Regions from separate parts of the Mus musculus genome. Here region 2 is linked to region 1. Evidence: chromatin contacts called from public Hi-C data. All regions are on one chromosome and are shown on one strand. Each heading gives the region's core, a stretch centred on a gene start, on an enhancer-like site or on the middle of the called end of the contact. The rest is flanking DNA. Distances are from core to core; before and after follow the strand shown.

Region 1 (4,567 bases), core at 524-3,023:
GGCTAGAAACCAACTGCAAAATTTCAAGGCACACCATCCTGAGGTAGATCTGTCCCACTGTGGACCTCAGGCACAAAGCCAAACTAACAACCCCGGGGCCAAGAATAAAGGAGCAAAGTGCTGATGGCTTTAAAAGGGGGCACGAAAGTTTCCTAGTGTTTCTGCTGTGTCCCTTAAGATGTACGGAGCCTAACACTAAAACGGCACGATCTTGCTAACACAACGAGAAAGAACCTCCTTCTTTGCTCCCAAACCATAAATTATGAGCAAACACATTGGCAGGCAACAACAGCTTGTGAAAACTACAGCAAGCAGGGGTGTGGTAGCCCAGTCTTTAGTCCCAGTACTTAGGTGGCACGAGGGATCTCTGTGAGTTCGAGGCCAGCTCGGGCTACACAGTTCTCACCTGGTCTCAAGGCAGAACCAATGAAAAGAGCACACAGGATGGCAAGTTATGGGAAAAAGAAACCAGACAGATCTCCAACTCCCAATCCTACAAAACTCGGGCATAAAGCTCACTGCTCATTTTCCTATCTGCATATAAAGCGTCCTTCATTTTTCAGAACTATTAGGAGTTTCTCCTCTAGCCATATGTATTCTTAAATTTTAGATGCAGGTAATTCTCATAGAAAAAAAAATACAGACAACCAAAGCATGGGTGCATATGGCCACTAATGGCCAGAAACAGGTTACTCAAGAAGTAATTAAGCCACGTTTGCTGATTGGCCTGTGCGATAAGATTTTATCTACTATTTACTGTGAGCACATTCCAGCTAGTTTACTTTCTTATGCAGTTCAGCGGTGTCCCTCGCCTCCTTCAATTACCCAAATGACACATCAAAGCTCTGGTCACTCAATTTAAACGCACAGAGTTCTTCAAGTCTAAACATAAAGCCTCTATTTTTCTTTATACTATCTGTCAAATTAGTACAGTAAAATTAGCATGGATAAGTGTGTGTAGTCATATAGAAAAACACCTGCTGCATATCTTGCTTGAAGTAAGCTCCGGAAAGAAAAGATTTTGTTGAACAAATTACCCGAAACAGCTAGTAAAGTGCCAGGCAGAGAATGGGCGACAGCGGGCCATGAATGAATCAATAGTTTGGAATCAAAACGAAATGTCATCTCTTCATTCAGGGATCTGCGCCCCTCGGTCCTGAATGCACCGGCTTCTAGCACTTTTTCCACTTTTCCCTGGCTCCAACAGGTGTGCAAGGGCAGCCCCGAGTACGCGTGTCATCCGGAGCCAGGACACCGGGGCTCTGGGCTGCGAACCCTCGCCCTGGCGGCGTGGCTACAGCCCGGTCACCTGTGTGACCCGCTGTCCCTCCCTCCCTCCGTCCTTTCTCACCTCTCCGGCTGCTCGCAAGCGCGGCCACACGCCGGGCGCCCAGCCGCAGACGGCCCAGCGCGTTCCTGCCGGCGCCGAGCGCGGCCGCGGGGAGAACGAGCCCCGGGCGCGAGCGCTCAGCCAGCGTCCTACGCGGGGCGGTGGCAGTGGCGGTGGCGGCCAGGCGCGGGGAGGGCACGAGCAGGAGGAACAACAGCGGAGACGCGCGGGCCGCCCGTCCGCGAGGCCTCAGCCAGCTTCGTCCACCGGGCAGCGTGGAGACGCCCGGGCGCGCCGGAACTCCGCAGCCGGAGGACGGGAGCCGCTGGCGACTCGGTGTGCGCCTCGGCCGCTCGGCCGCCACGGAGCCGCTGTCCATCCCCGAGCGGGTCACAGGCCCGAGCGCGCACGCAGGTCGCTCCCGCGCGGCCCCGACTCCGAGTCGCCTCGGGAGCGAGCGTGGGCCGCCGCGCAGACCTGCCCTTTCCGCCGTCGCCACGCCTCCTCCCCATCGCCGCGGGCCTCGTCCCCGCCCTCCCTGGCCTCGCCCCTAGTCTGGTCGCCCCAGCCAGGCTCCTCCAGGCTTGCCCTCTGCCGGGTCCGCCTTTACATCCCCACGCCCCTGTTCCCTGCCTGTGGCCTGCCCTAACCTCGTCTCCCAGACAGGAACTAGGGTGAGCCTTAGCCATTTTCCGCTGCAGAATCACGTTGCTCTTTCGGCTCCTACGATTTACAGTTTCATTTCGCAGTTGCCCTTAAGAATGTTAATGGCTCCTTTGCCCTTCGCAGACCTTTGAGAAGTTCTTGACCAAGCTCGACTGGCTTAGATTTTTATTAACTAGCCGGGATCTCAAGTTCCCTAGGGTTGTATTTTAGGGACTTATTTACCGGGCATAGGGAACTATGCTTTCAGAGTCCATACACTCACAGCTAAATTTCCAGTTTTGATTTTGCTTTTCGTTTTTGAGACAAAGTTTCACTATGTAGCCTCCACTGTCCTGGAACTCTCTATGTAGACCAAGCAGACCTTGCCCGCTGACTGACGCGATTAAAGGCATGGACCACCACTTGGGACTACAGTTTTTGTTTTGGGTTAGAGCACATTAAAAGGTCCTAGTGTGGAAACGTAAAACGTAGTAGGGATATGAATGTTAAACTAGACTATGGCATAATAAGATATTTGAGACAGGCAGTGTTTTAGTTCCGAACTTTTTGAAAGACTGCTGCACTTTGCAGTTACCGGTCCTTTGTGTTATTTTGAGAAAGTTTGTTGGATGGATGAATAACAAGTACAAGGGACTATGCTGGGACAGAGAGAGGGAGGGGAAGGAAGGGGAGGGGAGGGGAGGGGAGGGGAGGAGAGGGGAGGAGAAAGAGAGAGAGAGGGAGGAGGACAGAGGAGAAAATGAAAGGACAAGACTGCCCCTCAGTATGTTGGTGGAGAGAGTCGCCAGAAAAGGGAAAGCATAGCCAGAGGCAAGAGACATCTGGGAAAGTCCAGAGGGTTGAACATGACCTTGAGCCTGGTCACGTGGGAGAAGTAGGAGGAGAGAGAGGCGAGCCAGGAGTTTAAAGGGTAGAGAAAAGGGGTTAGGTCACTAAAATGGTTGGATTATATGAAGAAGGGCATCTAAGAGAAGGGCAGCCCAGTCCCTGGACTGGAGACGTTAGGGTAGAGGGCAGACTAGGGCAAGGATCGGGTTAAGTAGTAAGCACTGACAGATGCTAAGAGAACCAGGGGCCAGGCCCGCTTTGAGGTGTTAAACAAGCACCTTAGTTAGCCCTTTGTCCTGGGTTTAAGACCTAACAGTTGTGTTCCTGAAGTGACCAGTACTTAGCGTTCCTCCTCCTCCTCCTCCTCCTCCTCCTCCTCCTCCTCCTCCTCCTCTTTTTTTAGCTAAGGGCTAAAAAATGTAGACAAACTGATGTGGAAAGTGCTGGGACCCATAATAAAAGAGCAGAGCTCTGGGCAGAGGAGTGTGTAAACAGATGCGGAAGACAGGTGCAGGTGACTACAACATGCAAATAATTTAAAAATTAGGTACAAGTCCGACACTTAAAAGGTTAAAATATCAGTTTGTAAAGTGGCAGGTAACACAAAATATTCACCTACAGCCTTTCCTGTTGATGAATGTTGCTCAACACCCAGCTCGGAAAATGTAATCGAAGGAAATAATCCAGAAACACTAGAAACCTATTCGTTTAGACCATAAGGAGTTTTTATTTTTATAGGTCAAAAGTGTTGAACATTTGGTAATTTCCTATAGGTTGGTCTAATACATGCACAAAGGAAAGACTAGATGTGGTGGAGCAGTCCCAGCTTGCTGGAGTGGAGGCAGAAGGATCAGGAGTTCACGTGCATTCTTGACTGCATAGCAAGTTCAAGGCCAGTGTAGAATACAAAAGATAGAGTCTGTGTGTGTACTCCCGTGTGCATGTGTGCTGGAGTGTGTAAATTATGTGCCATTATTTGTGACTGGAAAAGTGAACAGATAAAATGCACCCTGTTAGAGGCATGGTCACAGGACAGTGGCATAAACATGAGTCTTTAAAGTTGACATATAATTTGCAAACATTAAAGCCCACACATTTTATATGCTTAATAATTGTAGGTAACAATAGCATATACCACCCAAAGAATGCTGGGCCATTTTCCTTTCTCTGGAATATTCCTTTGTGCTCCTTTTCAGTTTCCGAAATCACCAACCCAACAAGAGGTACCCGGCTTGGATTTCAATCCCACGGACTGGTTTCCTTTGGGTCTTGGACTTCATACAAGTGGAATCCTGCATAAAACCCTGACGAGGGTCTGATGCCTTCCGTGAAAGTCATCTCTGCTGCATCAAGGGCTATGTTCATTATTAAATACTACCTCACTGTAAGACTAACAGTGACCACGCAGTTATCCATTCTCCTAGTGGCCGACACGTGGTCTATTTCTACCCTGAGTAAATCACTGTGTGGACATATGTCTTAACCTGTCTTATGGAAAATATCTAAGACTCAAACTGCTAAACCACATGATGATTGTAATTGAAACTTGTAGATAGCGATGAATTGTTTTTTCAAACGGATGCCATCCTTTTATACTCCCACCAGCAATGTGTGGGATTTCCAGGACTTCTCATCCTTGGCAGGTTGAGGATTTCTGCCCCTTTTTGGAAGTGTAACACTGCCTGCTGGAGTTTTCAGAGCAACTACCTAAAGGGGAGAGCCCCATGTGACGCTGACGTTTTC
Region 2 (5,162 bases), core at 2,100-4,599, 960 kb after region 1:
TTTAGAATATTCGTGCATTATGGAGATATCATGGGGCTAGGGCTCAAGTCTAAACATGAAACACATTAATGCTTCATATACACAGCCTGAAGGTAATTTTTACATTATTTTTGGCATGCCTACATTCTAACTGCAGCCTGTCACATAAGGTCGGGCACGGAATTTTCCACTTGTGGAGTCATGTCAGCTCTTAAAAAGCTTTCAGATTTTGAAGTGTTTCAGATTTATTTTCCAGGGGCTGGAAAGGCAGCTCAGTTGGCAGAATGCTCGCCTAGCACACCCAGTGCTCTGGGTTCACTCTTCAGCACTGCATAGTGGTACCTGCCTGTACCGCTATAGCAGTACTCAGCCCCCACCAAGGATAGAGATGGGAGGGTCAGAGGCTCAAGGCTAGCCTTAGCTACATAATGTGTTTGAGGCCAAGATGAGTTATATGAGATTCTGTCTTGAAAAAGAAAGAAAGTTTTTTTTTTTAAATCCAGATTTTTCAGTTTTCAAATTAGAGATACTTCAACTTGCCAAAAGGAAATACCCTAGTTTCCAGTGTTTTCTGGGGACCCAGACCCTTAGACATATAGTTGAGAAGTAACATCAAAGAGGCAGCTCTGGCAACTGTTACAGCAGCCGTTCTTAACCTTTCTACGCTTTCACCTTCTATTTATTTTATTTTATTTTATTTTATTTTATTTATTTACTCTTATTTTTCGAGACAGGTTTCTCTGTGTAGTCCTGACTGTCCTGGAACTCATTTTGTAGACCAGGCTGGCCTCGAACTCAGAAATCTGCCTGCCTCTGCCTCCCAAGTGCTGGGATTAAAGGCGTGCATCACACACCCGGCTTTTTAAAAAAATGTGTAGCCCAGGCTGGCCTTGAACTTGTGATCCTCCTGCCTCTGCCTCCTTCAGCAAATCCTACTGGTGTGTGCCACCACAACCGGCGCTTTGACCTTCTAATACAGTCACCCATGTGGTGGTGACCCCCAACATAAAATAATTTTTGCTGTTCCTTCATAACTGCAATTTTGCTATAGTTCTATGTTGTCAAAATTTTTAATCCCAATTCAGGGTTTCTAGCCTTGATCATTTAGTTTCCAGATGAAAGACACACAACTTTTATTATTTACAATAAGCCTTAAATAGCACAAGAGAGGGCCAGTTATCTACCCTCTATGCTACTAAAATCTACTTTCCTATGCATAACCAAGTTATTACTTTACTATATTTCATCTGAGCTGCTCTTAACCCCAACTGGCCAGTCCTCTGTGCTACGTTTTCATGAGTCAACTAGCCATGATGGCTTCTGTTCCAATAGGAAGAGAGGAAGCTACCATGAAGGAAGACAGACCATAAGCACATGGCCAGGAGAAACAGCAAGTATCTGGGGTATACTGCTGGGGAGGCGGCCAGGCCAACATCTAGAAGAGTAGTTTAGGGGTTATCTCTCAGTAATTGTAAAAGCCAAATAAAATAACCTTAGTCTAAGTCTCATTTATTTGTAAGCTAGTCAGAGCTAAGCATAAATTGGTTGTACTACAGTTATGAATCACAATGTAAAAATCTGTGTTTTCCGATGGTCTTAGGTGACCCCCGTGAAAGGGTTGTTCTGCCCCTAAGGGGTCATGACTCACATGTTGAGACCCACTGCTTTAGAGGGTAGACTGCCCCCCTCCTCTGCTCCAAGGCATCAACATAGGAGCATCTGACTCCAGGCTTCCTCTTGCTCGTCCCTGGACCAGGCTCCTCTCTGGGTGCTTCTGTAGGTCCCCATCATAGCTATCATAATGAACATCTTTTGACCATCCACAATTCTCTGAGTCAGAGCCTGGGTTTGGTTTCTACCCTTGGAAGGTCTTCAGAAGAGAGAGAAGGGTACCGGACCCCTTCTTGCCTGCTTGGCCCGGCAGCCTTGTAAGCCCCTCCTTGGCTGCTAGAACCTCAAAAACCACAAGATGCAGCACTCCTTCCCACAGGCAGAGAAAGGCAGTTTCCTGTAAGGAATCTTGTGTCACTCCAGGAGATGGGGAAGGGAATTTGAGGTGCTCCGTAGCACCACCACTACCACCCCTCACCCCTAGTCACCATAGAAAATCACCTACTCAGAGAAATGGAAGGAATGTTGGTGATCATCTATACAGGGCCACGAGGGAACATCTAAAAACAACAGTCCAGATCCTGTGCTGCAAAGGACTCCTAGTGGAAGAGACATCCTCTTAGGAACCCATCCTCAGCATCAGACAGACTTGAGCGTCAGTGACATCTTCCTGTTATCCCAGCACCTCCAGGTCCAGCTGCAACTGAACACTGCACAATAAAATGGAGAGGGTGCACATTTCTAGGGGGTGGGAGGAGGACATATGATCCTGTTCCAACTCAGCCTGTTCTCTGCTCTTCGGAACTTAAAACCTGTCTGACATTCACCACATGATGGGGAGTGCTGGCAGACGGAGGAGGGAGAAAAGGCTAAATGTATTTTAATGGGACCATTAGGAGTACGTCAAAAGGTGAGAAAAAAGCATTTGCCTGCCAAGAAAATAAGCATTGGTCTAAAAAAAAATATATAGAATGGTCCCTGGATTTCCTATTTGCTTACTGCCCCTCCCCCATTCTCTTTCTTTCTTTCTTTCTTTCTTTCTTTCTTTCTTTCTTTTTTTCTTAATGAGAATCCGATTCAACAGGAGACAGCCTAGGTCTTGCGTAGCTTACAAACACACATTTTCTTAAGCCCAGCAATGTGGGCAGAAATACAGGATAGCAGAGAAAGAACACACATGCTGGTGTATGTCAAGTGGGATCGGCGAGCAGCTCTCAGACTACAACAGCCCACAGAGTTAGGACAGAGCAGTCAGTCGCATCCATAGCTTGGCTTCCAATGTTAATCAGTAAGCCCTCCTCTCTCACAGTACTGCCATTAGTTAAAGTTGGGAATGGCAAATACCAGTACTGAGGGGTTTTTTTGTTTGTTTGTTTGTTTTTCTTACACGTAGGGGAGTGCGTGCCTGCGTGCGTGCATGTGTCTGTCTGTCTGTGTCTGTCTTTCTGTGTGTCTATAACCTCTACCTGTGTCTATTGATTGGTTGATTGAGTCCAGGGCCTGGCTCCACCTGTGTCTTCATGGATTCTCCTGTTCTTCACATGACTCTGAATTCCGAGGCTGAGACATTACTCGGATTGTGAGCCATACTGTATATTCACTGGGTTCTGTACGAAATGCTGAGATGAATCAGAGTCCACCCCCTGGACCCTAGCAGCAGGGGGACAGGGGGGCGGGGCAACCAGTTACACAGAGGAAAAGAAAGTGATCTACACCGAGACCAGAAGCTAGAAGAAATGATTAAAATGATCAGACCAAGCAAAGAGAGCATGCCTGACCCCACTGCTATACAGATCTCATTCACTCTAGCACACCATAACGAACTAGACAACAAGCAAACAGATTGCAAAAGAAAGGACATTAAGCCGGGTGTGGTGGCGCACGCCTTTAATCCCAGCACTCGGGAGGCAGAGACAGGTGGATTTCTGAGTTCAAGGCCAGCCTGGTCTACAGAGTGAGTTCCAGGACAGCCAGGGCTACATAGAGAAACCCTGTCTCAAAAAACCAAAAAAAAAAAAAGAAAGAAAGAAAGAAAGGACATACCTCATATAGGGGTAAGTCCTCTCCTCACAGAAGGAAATCCCCCAGCAGTAGAAACTGGTGGAGAGAAAAAAAGAGGAACAGAGAGTAAATCAAGCCGGGCAAAGTGGGAAATACCCCCATAAGATTGGGGGGGGAGGATGAATGACAAGAGGATGCTATAATTAGGCAATAGGAGAAGAACGAGGACCATCGCATCCCATGCTCCCCTGCACACATCAGCAGAACACCTACGAAATCCCCACCACTTCAAATTCTATCCATTGCTTACTCTCATTAAGTCAATTCATTTTTCTAAAATCTTCATTCTTATGTTAAAACTCTTGACACAAATGCTGAATCAAAACCCAGGGTTGCCTGCCATAAACAGAGAGCAACTGTGAAAACAAATACCAGAAAGTGGAGAGAAGCATTATGGGTGAATTTCTCAAAATGCTAAAGGTCGAGAACCCAGAGTTTGCTCCCCACCGGCCAGCCGGAGCTACATAGCGAGACTGTCTTCAAAAAAATAATAATAAAATAAGGAGAAGAAGGAAGAGGAGGAGGAAAGAGAGGAGGAGGAGAAAGAGAAATAGTTTTAAATAGAGAACAGTGCTAAAGAAACATTCAAAACATTTCAGAATCAACTTTAGACTCTTTGACTTAATCAGCACATCAAAAATGGAACCAAACGATAATGCTGCCTTGATATAGCATTTAATACAGTATCCGGTGTCATGTGTGACAATCAGCTATGATCATCTCCCATCCCACCCCCGAGGGACTGCCATGCAGGGAGATTCTGAACTGTCCTCCAAGGAAAAGCCGTCTGTTTCAAATGCTGAGAGAAGGAGGCACATCGTCACCCACATCAACACGACATTTACCCTTTTATAAAAATGCAAGAACAGAACAGGATGAGTCTCGTGCCTTCTCTAAATATCAAGTCAACCCGGGAATCCAGAAATCTCCCTTTAAGACTTTCTTCCAGGTAAGGTGTGGCGACACATACTCAGGGCTTAGAAAGATCAACAAAAGCTTGAGGTCAACCTCGGCTACATAGTAAGTACCACATCAGACCAGGTCACATGGCAAGAGCCCTGTCGAGAGGCAGGGGCAGGGGATGGAAGGGTTCTCACCTCTTGCAGGTATGGCATTCTTTGCTAACCTCACAATTGATTACCTATCAGTTGGGCAGGATAGGAGTAAAAGACATGTTAAAACACCCAAATGCAGATATTGCCAAAAGGTAAGCACCCACTGCCAACAGTACAGACAAAACCGTAAAGAAAGGGCCAAAGGAAGATAAAATATCCCTTTTGTGCATGGCCAAGAGTCAGGTTCAAACGACAGGATCCCAAGAGGAACTGAATGGCCAAATCCTGGAAACTTTAGCGCTTGGCTTCCAACCTGACTGTTCTCTGGTGCCTAATGGCTAAGTAAGGAAAAGCCCTCATGGGTCCTGTTGACCCATGAAGTACTGGACTAAAGAATGCAACTACAGTCACTGTGTGGGCGAGGTGAGCACAGGAGAATCACTAACATACTAAGTA

The links. Hi-C and Micro-C count contacts between places; a contact is called where the count stands out from the background.
Region 2: a Hi-C map of B cells shows a contact between it and region 1, with 7 read pairs. The contact joins the enhancer-like site here to the promoter of Mcur1 in region 1. A contact is called at or near these places in 1 of 39 promoter capture datasets (pre-B cells) and 1 of 484 Hi-C or Micro-C datasets (B cells).

Annotation. Positions count from the first base shown.
Region 1 is chr13:43,558,418-43,562,984 of GRCm38.p6, forward strand. It overlaps Mcur1 (mitochondrial calcium uniporter regulator 1), which reads right to left and starts at 1,774. Exons shown (of 9, transcript NM_001081059.3): 1 at 1,352-1,774. The coding sequence starts at 1,709.
Region 2 is chr13:44,514,667-44,519,828 of GRCm38.p6, forward strand. No RefSeq gene overlaps it. Among named protein-coding and RNA genes, the nearest start is that of Gm47792, 7.8 kb to the left of the region's middle. Within about 2 kb of position 3,350, at least 22 of the 459 cell types and tissues checked have an H3K27ac peak or open chromatin away from gene starts, as enhancers often do. A contact at or near this core is called in B cells, where this site is marked.